2 separate regions of the Mus musculus genome follow, and region 2 is linked to region 1. Evidence: chromatin contacts called from public promoter capture Hi-C data. All regions are on one chromosome and are shown on one strand. Each heading gives the region's core, a stretch centred on a gene start, on an enhancer-like site or on the middle of the called end of the contact. The rest is flanking DNA. Distances are from core to core; before and after follow the strand shown.

Region 1 (4,668 bases), core at 1,531-4,030:
TATGTACATACGTATGTGCACATGTATGTGCATGACATGGTGCACACGAATGTGCATGACATGGTGCACACGTATGTGCATGACACGGTGCACATGTGCAGATCAGAAAACAACTTCTCAAGAGTCATTTCTCACTTTCCACTTGTCAGGCTGGGCTCGACAGCCTCCATAGAATCCTTTGCACTGGTCCCACGGGGTTCTTACCATAGAAGACAGAGGGCGGGTCATGGAAGAAAGGATAACTGGTGCCCAGGAGCAGGTAAGCGCAGTAGCTCCAACAGGCCAAGTAGAACAGAAGCTTCCAGGCGCTCTCAGGTAACCTGGCAGCATCTCTAGGCTGCAGACGACACCGCTTGGCCAGGGGCTGTGGGAACATGGTAGGTAATGGTTATCACTGGGGAGCTCGAGGCTCCTCCAGGGGACAAAGTGAGACCCAGGGACTCAGCAGGCTCGGTGGCATTGAGAAGGCTGGGCCTCTGTGCCCATATCATCTGGGGTAACCAGAGCCCATGTGTTAGCCCATGAAGGGCTAAACTTAGCACCCAGCTGTCCTGTGTGGCCTGGAGAAAGGAGAGGGAAGGGGAGAGGGCAGGGTGGGGTGACACACTCAGGCTTTAGGCAATGGAGCCCAGGGAATCTGGGGGGCTCAGGTTCTGGAAGGGAATGGGGGTGTGTCAGGGAGAGAAAAAGGGGGGATGACTTGACTGTTGATGGGAAATACTTTGGGGAACAGAAAACTTGAAAACACCAGTGCTCCCCTGCCCTGAGAGGAAGACAGGAAGGGAAATTGAGTCTAGGAGGATGCCTGGGAGGGGAAGCCGGCCAGAGTCTGCTAAGAGAAACGGGGTGGTGTAGAGGGAGAAGGGGGGGAAAAAGTGAAAGGGAATCATGTGATGGTGAGACAACCTGACTCTGGGGACACAAAGACGCCACTGGATAGTGTGCCCTGAATTAGAAGGTACATGTCTATCATCCCAATACTTGGGAAGTTGAGGCAGGAGGATTGCCATGAGTTTCACCAACCTGGGCTTCAGAGTGTGAGACTGTCTCAAAAACTACAAAAGACTGTTGGAATAGGCGGACTAGTGTCAGGGAAGGCTCCAGCACCCTGGGGGTGGAGCTCCGGAGCTGAACGCCAAACCCAGCCCCCTTCCTCTCAAGGCTGAGGGGGCCAGAGGAGCACTGAGCACTCAGCGGTTGTCATGGAGACAGCCAGAGCCCAGCTCCTGTAACCCTTAGCAACCAGGCTGCTGCCAAGTTGAGCTTGGAGAGTGGGACGCCCCTCCACCCAGTTCTTAGGAAGGGTGAGGGTGGAACTGAGGTGGCATCAGGCCTCGTCAAGGCCTCCAGCTTCCTAGATGGACACCGAGAGAGTGTCAGGGCCAAGGCAGATGGGGACCATGACTGCACGGTGCCTTGGCCCTTCTCACTCTAGCCTGGACCTCCCCACAGCAGCTGGGGGCTGAAGTTGCTCCCTCCAGTGGGTGATACCAGGCAGGGTGGGCCCTGGAGCTGGACAACACCCTGTCTTGACCTAACAAGGAACAGCCTCTTCCCGCCAGCAGAGAAAGGCCCCTTTGTTGGCACAATGCTCTCTGTCCCCGCACCCCCCTGCCACTTTCAGTTACAGGGGGGTGGGATGTCCCCAGCTAGTCCCCTGGGGGAGTATCCACCATGGTACTGGCCTAAATGCCACAGAGACCCCCTAACCCCAGGAGGGGGATGAAGAACAGGCTCAGGTACTAATGTCATCAGTGCAATCACTACAGGGTCATCCTTCAGACCTGGTTGGTGGCCTTCTTAGTTGCCAGAAAGAGAACATTTTGACCATCACCCCATGGGGGCGGCAGAATCCAGCCTTGACATAGACAGGGTCATTTCCAAGGTTGAGCCCCTCTGCTTGCTTGGCCCATGACATGCAGGCCTGTGCAATCACTGGCTCAGGGGTGATGTGGACCCCAGACAGGGGCGGAGCCTCGACTGCACAGACTGGGTGTAGGCTCAGCAGCTCCCCGTGACGCAGGGCACAGGTGACCTCTGTATATCTCGAGGCCTCCCGTCCAGGATCCCCAAGTCGATCCCCAGGAAGGGCCCCAGGTCGGTCCTCCGGTCTGCAACAGCCTAGAGGCTGTACCGAGCTGATCGCCCTAGATTCTATCGAAATGACCCAGGACAGGGTGTGGATCTGGTTTCCCTGGACCCAGAACACCCCACACTATATTGGACACCAAATCCATCACAGCGTCACCTCAATTCAGCCCCCCCCCCGGCATCCAACCCGCGCAAAGGGTCTCGCGATAGCCTGAGGCCCCAACATCCTGGGCATCTCCAAACCCGAGCCCCCCACTTTCCAGCGGCCACCATGGACATAGGAATACGTGAGGTGAGGCCCCACTCATTCTCCTTTTGCAGTTCTCAGTCCCCCACCCTCCTAGGTCTCACTGACCCGAAAGATGTGTGTGGTGGCTGCCCAGCGCAACGCTGTCCACCCCAGAGCGCAGAGCACGGCCAGCAGCAGCTCGGGTGCAGCCAGGTGCGCGTGCTCCGCCAGGCCGCGGCGCGCCAGTCCCCAGCCGCAGTCCCCGCAGCCCTGAGCCGCCGCCAGCGCCGAGGCCCAGCTTCGTTGCAACATCTGCGCATAACTCGGCATGGGCTCTGGCGCCTCGAGCCTGGGGGTCGCCGCGGCAGCAGCCATGCTATCCAATTCTCCGCTGTCTCCGCTGTTGCCTGCACCGGTCCGAGTCGCCGCGCGCCCTCGCGTCACGCGCCGCAGCCAGGCAGGGGGCGCGCGGGCCCCCCCAGAGCAAGAATGGGGCGTGGTCTCTCGGGCCCCGCCCCCGTTATGCAGAGCACCACCCCTCCTGCCCTCCTCTTGGTGCTGCTTTGAGACTAAGTGGTCCTCTACTCAAGTCTGCGACTGCCTTCTGCGGTCAAGATGGCTCAGCGGGTGAAGGTGAGGACAGACTGACACAAATTATCCTCTGACCTCCACTTGGGCGCCCATTCACACAAATAAAAGCAATGAGACAATTAAAAAAAAAAAAAAAAAGGATTCAGCCCATGCTTGGGTTGTTGGTACTCGCCCTTTGCCCACTGGTCTGAATGCAGGGCGCCTGGTTCTGTGGGTACAGCCAGCTTTGGAGCCTGTGAGTGTCCTAGCCTAGACCCATAGAAATTCACTGGTAGACTGTGAGGGTGGAGCTGACAAATGGTAGTGGGCTGAGGACTGTCCAAAGATCAGCCTCCCATTGTCCCATCACCACTGAGCCAAAGCCATAAAGATTAGCCTGATCCTTACTAACTCCTCCAGCCATATAGCCTCTTGTGCTGATCTTCCAACTGAGTACTTGCTGTGTAGCTGAGGATGATTTCGAACTCCTGATTCTCTTTTCTGCCTTCTGAGTGCTTGGAAGGCAGCTTTGCGCTGCCATACGTGGTTTATTTATTGCTGGCAGTGGAACGCAGGCTCTGTGCATACTAGGTCTCCAGCCTCCTGTATGTGCACGCATGAACTATGTGCACTCATGCACGCCAAGGGTACAAGTACGGAGGCCAGAGATAGATGCCCAGAGTCTTCCTCCATCAGTATTTAAAACCTTGGATGGCTCAGTGGTTAAGAGCACTGTTTGCTCTTCCAAAGGTCCTGAGTTTAAATCTTGGCTCACAACCATCTGTAATGGGATCAAATGCCCTCTTCTGGTGTGCATGACGTCAGAGGACTCATATACATATACTTATTAGAAAACTGCATTTTAATAAGACTTTTGATATATCTGTGTCTGTGTGCACATATGCCACATGAGTATAAGTGCCCATGGGACTGGAAGGTAGACCCCATGGAGATGGAGCAACAGGCTGCTGTTGGCTGGGTGGACATTGCTGCTGGGGTCAGAACATCAGTCCTCTGCAAGAGTGGTTTTTAGGCCAGGCCTAGTGGCACAGGCCTTTAATCCTAGCACTTGGGAGGCAGAGGCAGGCGGATTTCTGAGTTCAAGATCAGCCTAGTCTACAGAGTGAGTTCCATCTAGGACAGCCAGGGCTGCAGAGAAACCCTGTCTTGAAAAACAAAACAAAGAGTGGTTTTTAACCACTGGCCTAGCTCTCTAGCCCTCTCACCTACACCATTTAAAAAAGATGTAGCCATTTGGTGCATTTTCTCTGCTTGGTGCCCAGAGGCAAGGAGGGCATCAGACCCCCTGGAACTAGAGTTACACACTGAGAGCTGAACCTGAGGCCTTGCTTGGCGAGAGCAGCCAACACTCGGAACTGCGAGCTGTCACACCTCTCCAGACCCTGTGTTTAGTTTTTATTTTGTTTTTTGAGACAGGGTTTCTCTGTATAGCCCTGGCTGTCCTGGAACTCACTTTGTAGACCAGGCTGCGCTCGAAATCAGAAATCACCTGCCTCTGCCTCCCAAGTGCTGGGATTAAAGGTGTGTGCCACCACTGCCCGGCCTGTATTTAGTTTTTGAGGCAGGATCTCTCACTAACCTAGGGCTCACTGGTCCAGCTAGACCATGTGGCCAATGAGCCCTAGCGAGCTTCCTGCCTCCCAGACGCAGCCCCCAACCCTAGGGACAGACATGAGCCACCTGTGCCCTTGGCTTCTACGTAGGTACTGGGGACCCAAACTTGGACTATCATGCTTCTGGGAAAGGTCCACTACTGA
Region 2 (4,720 bases), core at 1,980-4,479, 230 kb after region 1:
CACACACACACACACACACACACACACACACACACGCACTGGATTCTACTACACCTTACACGAAACAGAACCTTCCAGTTCACTTTTCTCTCAGCCCTCGGACCCGGCCGCACCTCTAGCCCCCTCACGCCCATTATGTGTCCTTGGATTCAAGCGTGGAATGTGCTCCTCTGCCTTAATACATTTTAATCATGGCTACTCTTCCATGGCCACAGACCTTCATGCATGTTCTTTCTATCCTTCTCCAGCTGCCTAATTCATCCATCAAAACTCAACTCTTAATGTCCTCTGTCCCAGTGTTCTGACAACTCACTACTGAAGTGGAAAGACCTGTCCCTAGGGCAGTACTCCTACACCCTGGGCCCTGAAACAGTTGGGCAGGTGTCAAGCCCTCTGATTTGCCAGTATTATTTAAAGTGTTTCCCTTCCAACTGCCTGGGACTGTGACTCTAAACTTATTTCTCACTAAACTCAGTCAACCCAACTCTGGAGTGTTTCTGTGCTGAAGGACAGGGTTTAGGCAGAATCTCATGCTGGCCCCTATTCCAGGATAGGATGCAAACACCAGCTATGGTGAAGCCCTAGAGTTTTGATGGACAGGATGTCGAATCTTGGCCACGCCCCTCACCTACAGATGCCCAGGGCAACGCCATAGCCTTCTTGAGGCAGAGCTCATCTCTAGGTTAATAGCTGTCGACCTTGGGGATTTGAGGAAATTAAATGAGAAGCTCCAGAGAGCCGTTCAGCTAAGTGGCTGGCAAACAGAAAGCATCTAATGAAGACAGCTACAATTTTCCATTGTTAAAATGTTCAGAAGTGTCAATTGAATGGCTCTGAAGGTAATGGCATTTGCCACCAACCCTGACAAATTGAGTTCTATTCCAGGAGAGAATCCATTCGGCAAATTGTTTGTGATCTCCATTCAAGAACCGTGGCATGTGTGCACTCGTAAACACACACACAGAAGTGCACACACCAAAATTCAATAACTTTTTTCTTGAAAGCTCAAGAGTTCAAAGCCAACCTGGGGTCCATTAAACCTTGTCTTAGTCATAGAGCTAGTGCTGAAGAGATGGCTCAGCGGTTTAAAAAAACACTTTCTTCAGTCCAGGGATGGCCCTCACCATTGATCCCTTCACTTGAGAGGCATGCTGATCGCTGCAAATGCAAGGCTTGTTGAGATTTTATTAAATTAATCAGAAGGTGCCTTAGGCAGGCCTTCACACAGTGCACCAAAAGATTATCCCAACAAAAGTTAGCGTGATCTATGTAGTGGGTTCCAAGGCAGCCAGGGCTACATGGTGAGACCTTGTCTAGAAGGGAAGAAAAAAAAGGGGGGGGACCTCTTTCTTCCTTGTTTCTCTTCCAGCCAAAAAGAGTTCTGTTCCCCACACTGACACCAGGCAGCTCTCAACCACCTGTAACTCCAACTCCAGGGGAAGGGAGGCCTCTTCTGGCCCTAACCACAGGCATATATTAGTATACACATACATTAAATAAGAGCTGTAATTTTTAAATGAGCTATTCCCCTGCCTGACAAAATCTCTACCGAAACAACCTCATTCAGTTTGCCCCCCACTGTACCCCTTTTTCTCTGCCCATGCTGTGGTCACCTTCCAGATCCAGCTTGACCATGCCGACGTCATCCTCCAGCTCATTGGTGACCTCGCACTCGTAGCGCCCGTAGTCCTGAAGGGTGACATTTCGGAGGACCAGGGAGGCATCCCCAGGTCCGTCATTCTGCAGTTCGGCCCGCCCTCGGTAGGGACCGAAGGCTCGATGCTGGGGACCCAGAGCCACGAAGACATCGGCGAAAGCCAAAGGGTCTACCACTTTCGTCCACTTGAGGCGGACGCCGTCGTGACCGTGGGCGGCCGCCTCGTAGTGGTAACGGCAGGGTAAGACAATGGTACCACCGCGGTGGCTCACCACCTGCCCCGGCGCCGTCTGCACCACCACGGAACCGGACTCGCCCTCTGCGGGGCGACCAATCAGGGGTCAAAGGTGCGGTAGGGTCCCTCAGGGAGAGGATGTGGGTCTAGGATGGGAAAGGAGCTCAGAGATTGAATGTAGGGGACCATGGCAATCCGCCACCCCATCCCACTCCCATCGTTCACTCTAGGCCACCGCTGTGTGTGTGTGTGTGTGCGCGCGCGCGCGCGCGCACGCGTGTATTGGGGATTGCAGGGGATGACCAGAGCTTCCCACAAAACTCACCCAGCACGTGCACGACTTTCTTCCTGCCACGCTGCGCCCCTGCGAGCACGGGGACCAGCAGCAGGAGTCCCCAGGCCACGGCCCAGAGTGCGCGGTGACCGAGGGCTCCTGGAGCACACGCCTGCGGGTACAGGAGCTGCTTCCAGCTGTACTGCCCCAACAGCCCCTAGCTCTGCCAGCCCTCCCCAAAAGGGTCTCAGGCGCGAATCAACCGTGGAACTGACGGAGGGTCAGGAGATTTCCTTTCGTCTTCCCTAAGTCCCTGCCCCCGTTACGGGAGCGCACGGGAGGGGGAGCAGCAGCGCGGACCGGGGCCGCAAGGTTATCAGCGCGCCAGGAGACTGCAGCAAGCCCGGCAGCACGAGCGGGGGTTGGGGATAGAGGGACAGGATTGGAGAGGTGGGGGGCAACGGGCTACTGAGCCAGGCCAGGAGAGATAGAGGGAGCGAGACCCAGAGTTGAGACACAGAGACAGAGACAGAGACACAGGAACTCAGAGGAAGAGATTCAGAGATAGAGACTCAGAGACAGACACCCGGAGACAGCGGCAAAGACAGAGAGAGACCCAGAGACTCGGAGACAGAGACGCAAAGATGCACTCAGAGACACAGAGATGCAGAGACACAGAGATAGAGACGCAGAGATAGAAACTCATAAATAGAGACGCAGAGACAGTGACCCAGAGACTCAGAGACAGTGACCCAGAGACGCAAAAATAGAGGTGTAGGATCAGAGATGCAGAGACTCAGAGGTAGAGGAAGGAGATACTAGTGGGAGAGACACGGAAAAAGAATAAGTGAGCGCTCTTCTCCACCACCACCCCCAAACATGGGGGAGACATTGAAGAGGCAGAGAAAGGGAAAGTGCCAAAGAAAGAGAAAGAGGAGGCAAGAGGAAAAGAGAGGGCGGAGAGAGGCAGAGAGAAGAGAGACAGAGACAAATGTGAGATTCGAAAACCAGTGCAGCGTGGCACTCACCATCCTGGTCGTGGCCCTTGCTGAGCGGCCAGTGCGCTTCCCCAACTGCGCACGCGCACAGCGGTCTGGCCAGCTGGTCCTGCCGGTCGCGCAATCCGGGCGTCTGCCTGCAAGCAGAGGAGGGCGCTTTAAAGGTGCCGCGCGCGCGTGCGCACGCACAGCACGGGGTGGGGGTGGGACAACCCTCACCCCCCAGCACGGGGAATTGAGAGCACTGTAATAGTGACCCATCCCAACCTCTCACCCACGAGGACTAAGTTGACTAGTTTCACTGGACTGAGCTGGTACTCCACACCTGGGATGACAGGCGTGCTGCCGCATAGGAGTCCCATATAACCACCCAGTGAGCAGAAGGGTAAACTAAGATGGTCGGCCAAGCTCCTTAATCAAGTCTTCCAGCTCCTGCCAGCACAGGAAAGACTCAAGTCCACGAGCCTCCCTGCCACCCCAACACACTTTATTTTATGGTAGAGACACACAACTGTTACTCAAGTATTCTGGAGGGAGAAAGGAGAACCAGCAGTTTAAAGTTATCTTCTGCAGGTTCGAGGTCAGCCTAGGATGAGAAGGAAAAAAGGGAAGGGGTTTGGAGCTAGTCTCTAATCTCAGCAGAGGCAGGTAGACAGCAAGCTTGAGACGAGCCTGGCCTATCTCCAGGCCATGTGTTAGCTGGAGGCTGAGGCTGAAGCTCAGTTGGAGAAGGGATCGCTTAGCATGCCTGTGGTTCTGGGTTCCAGAGGGAGGCTAGTCATTTCAACACCAGAGAGGCTGCGGTGGGGTTAGGAATTTAAAGTCATCTTTGGGCCAGTTGTGGTGGTACATGCAGGTAAAACATGCTAAGAGGCAAGAGGCAGAGGTAGGACAATCATGCGTTTGAAGCCTCATTTGTTGCTTCTGTGACGGCACACGCCTTTAGTCTCAGCACTTGGGAGGCAGAGGCAGGCGGATCTCTGTAAGTTAGAGGCCAGCCTGTTCTACGTAGTAAGTTCCAGGACAGCCAGAGCTACTATGAGAGAACTTATCTCAAAATAACTAATTGAGGAAAGTAAAGTTACCTTGGGCTACAGTGGGAATTTAAGGCCTGCCTGGGATACATAGGACCTTATTTTCTACAGAGTTCCAGGACAACTAGAGTTACACAAAGACCTTGTTAAAGAGGAGGAGGAGGAGGAGGAGGAGGAGGAGGAGGTGGGGGAGGAGGTCAGGGAAAGCCAGGCATGGAGGTATAAGAGAGGCTAAGGCAGAAGGATAGCAAGTTTGAGGCTAGCCTGGGCTCCACAGCCAGATGCTATGGCTTTTCTAGGCTAGACTGGAGTAAGTCTTCTCTTCACCGGCAGCAGTACAAGGGCTTGGTTAAGGGCCTGGGCCGGCCAGTCTTGCTTTACCCATCTGCTCACTGGGCAATCACCCAAGAAACCCAGGGCCCAGAGGAACAGGTCTAAGTTCCACTCTTTACCTTGCCTGAGGCAGACCTCTCAGCCTGCACAGGTCTCTGGGCAAGGTAGGAACTGTTATGACTGTGTTTC

The links. Capture Hi-C pulls out chosen DNA fragments and counts their contacts.
Region 2: a contact with region 1 is called in a promoter capture Hi-C map of adipose tissue. The contact joins the promoter of Hapln4 here to the promoter of Gdf1 in region 1. A contact is called at or near these places in 10 of 39 promoter capture datasets (the C10 cell line, cranial neural crest, embryonic stem cells and 5 more), 2 of 115 datasets of contacts at active chromatin or transcription factors (both in embryonic stem cells) and 4 of 9 other capture datasets (adipose tissue, liver, macrophages and 1 more).

The regions. Positions count from the first base shown.
Region 1 is chr8:70,313,887-70,318,554 of GRCm38.p6, reverse strand. It overlaps Gdf1 (growth differentiation factor 1), which reads right to left and starts at 2,780. Exons shown (of 8, transcript NM_001163282.2): 1 at 2,447-2,780; 2 at 205-364. Cers1 (ceramide synthase 1) reads right to left here and starts at 2,780. Exons shown (of 8, transcript NM_138647.3): 1 at 2,447-2,780; 2 at 205-364. The coding sequence starts at 2,695.
Region 2 is chr8:70,082,038-70,086,757 of GRCm38.p6, reverse strand. Hapln4 (hyaluronan and proteoglycan link protein 4) reads right to left here and starts at 3,229. Exons shown (of 5, transcript NM_177900.4): 1 at 3,195-3,229; 2 at 2,218-2,338; 3 at 1,614-1,976. The coding sequence starts at 3,197.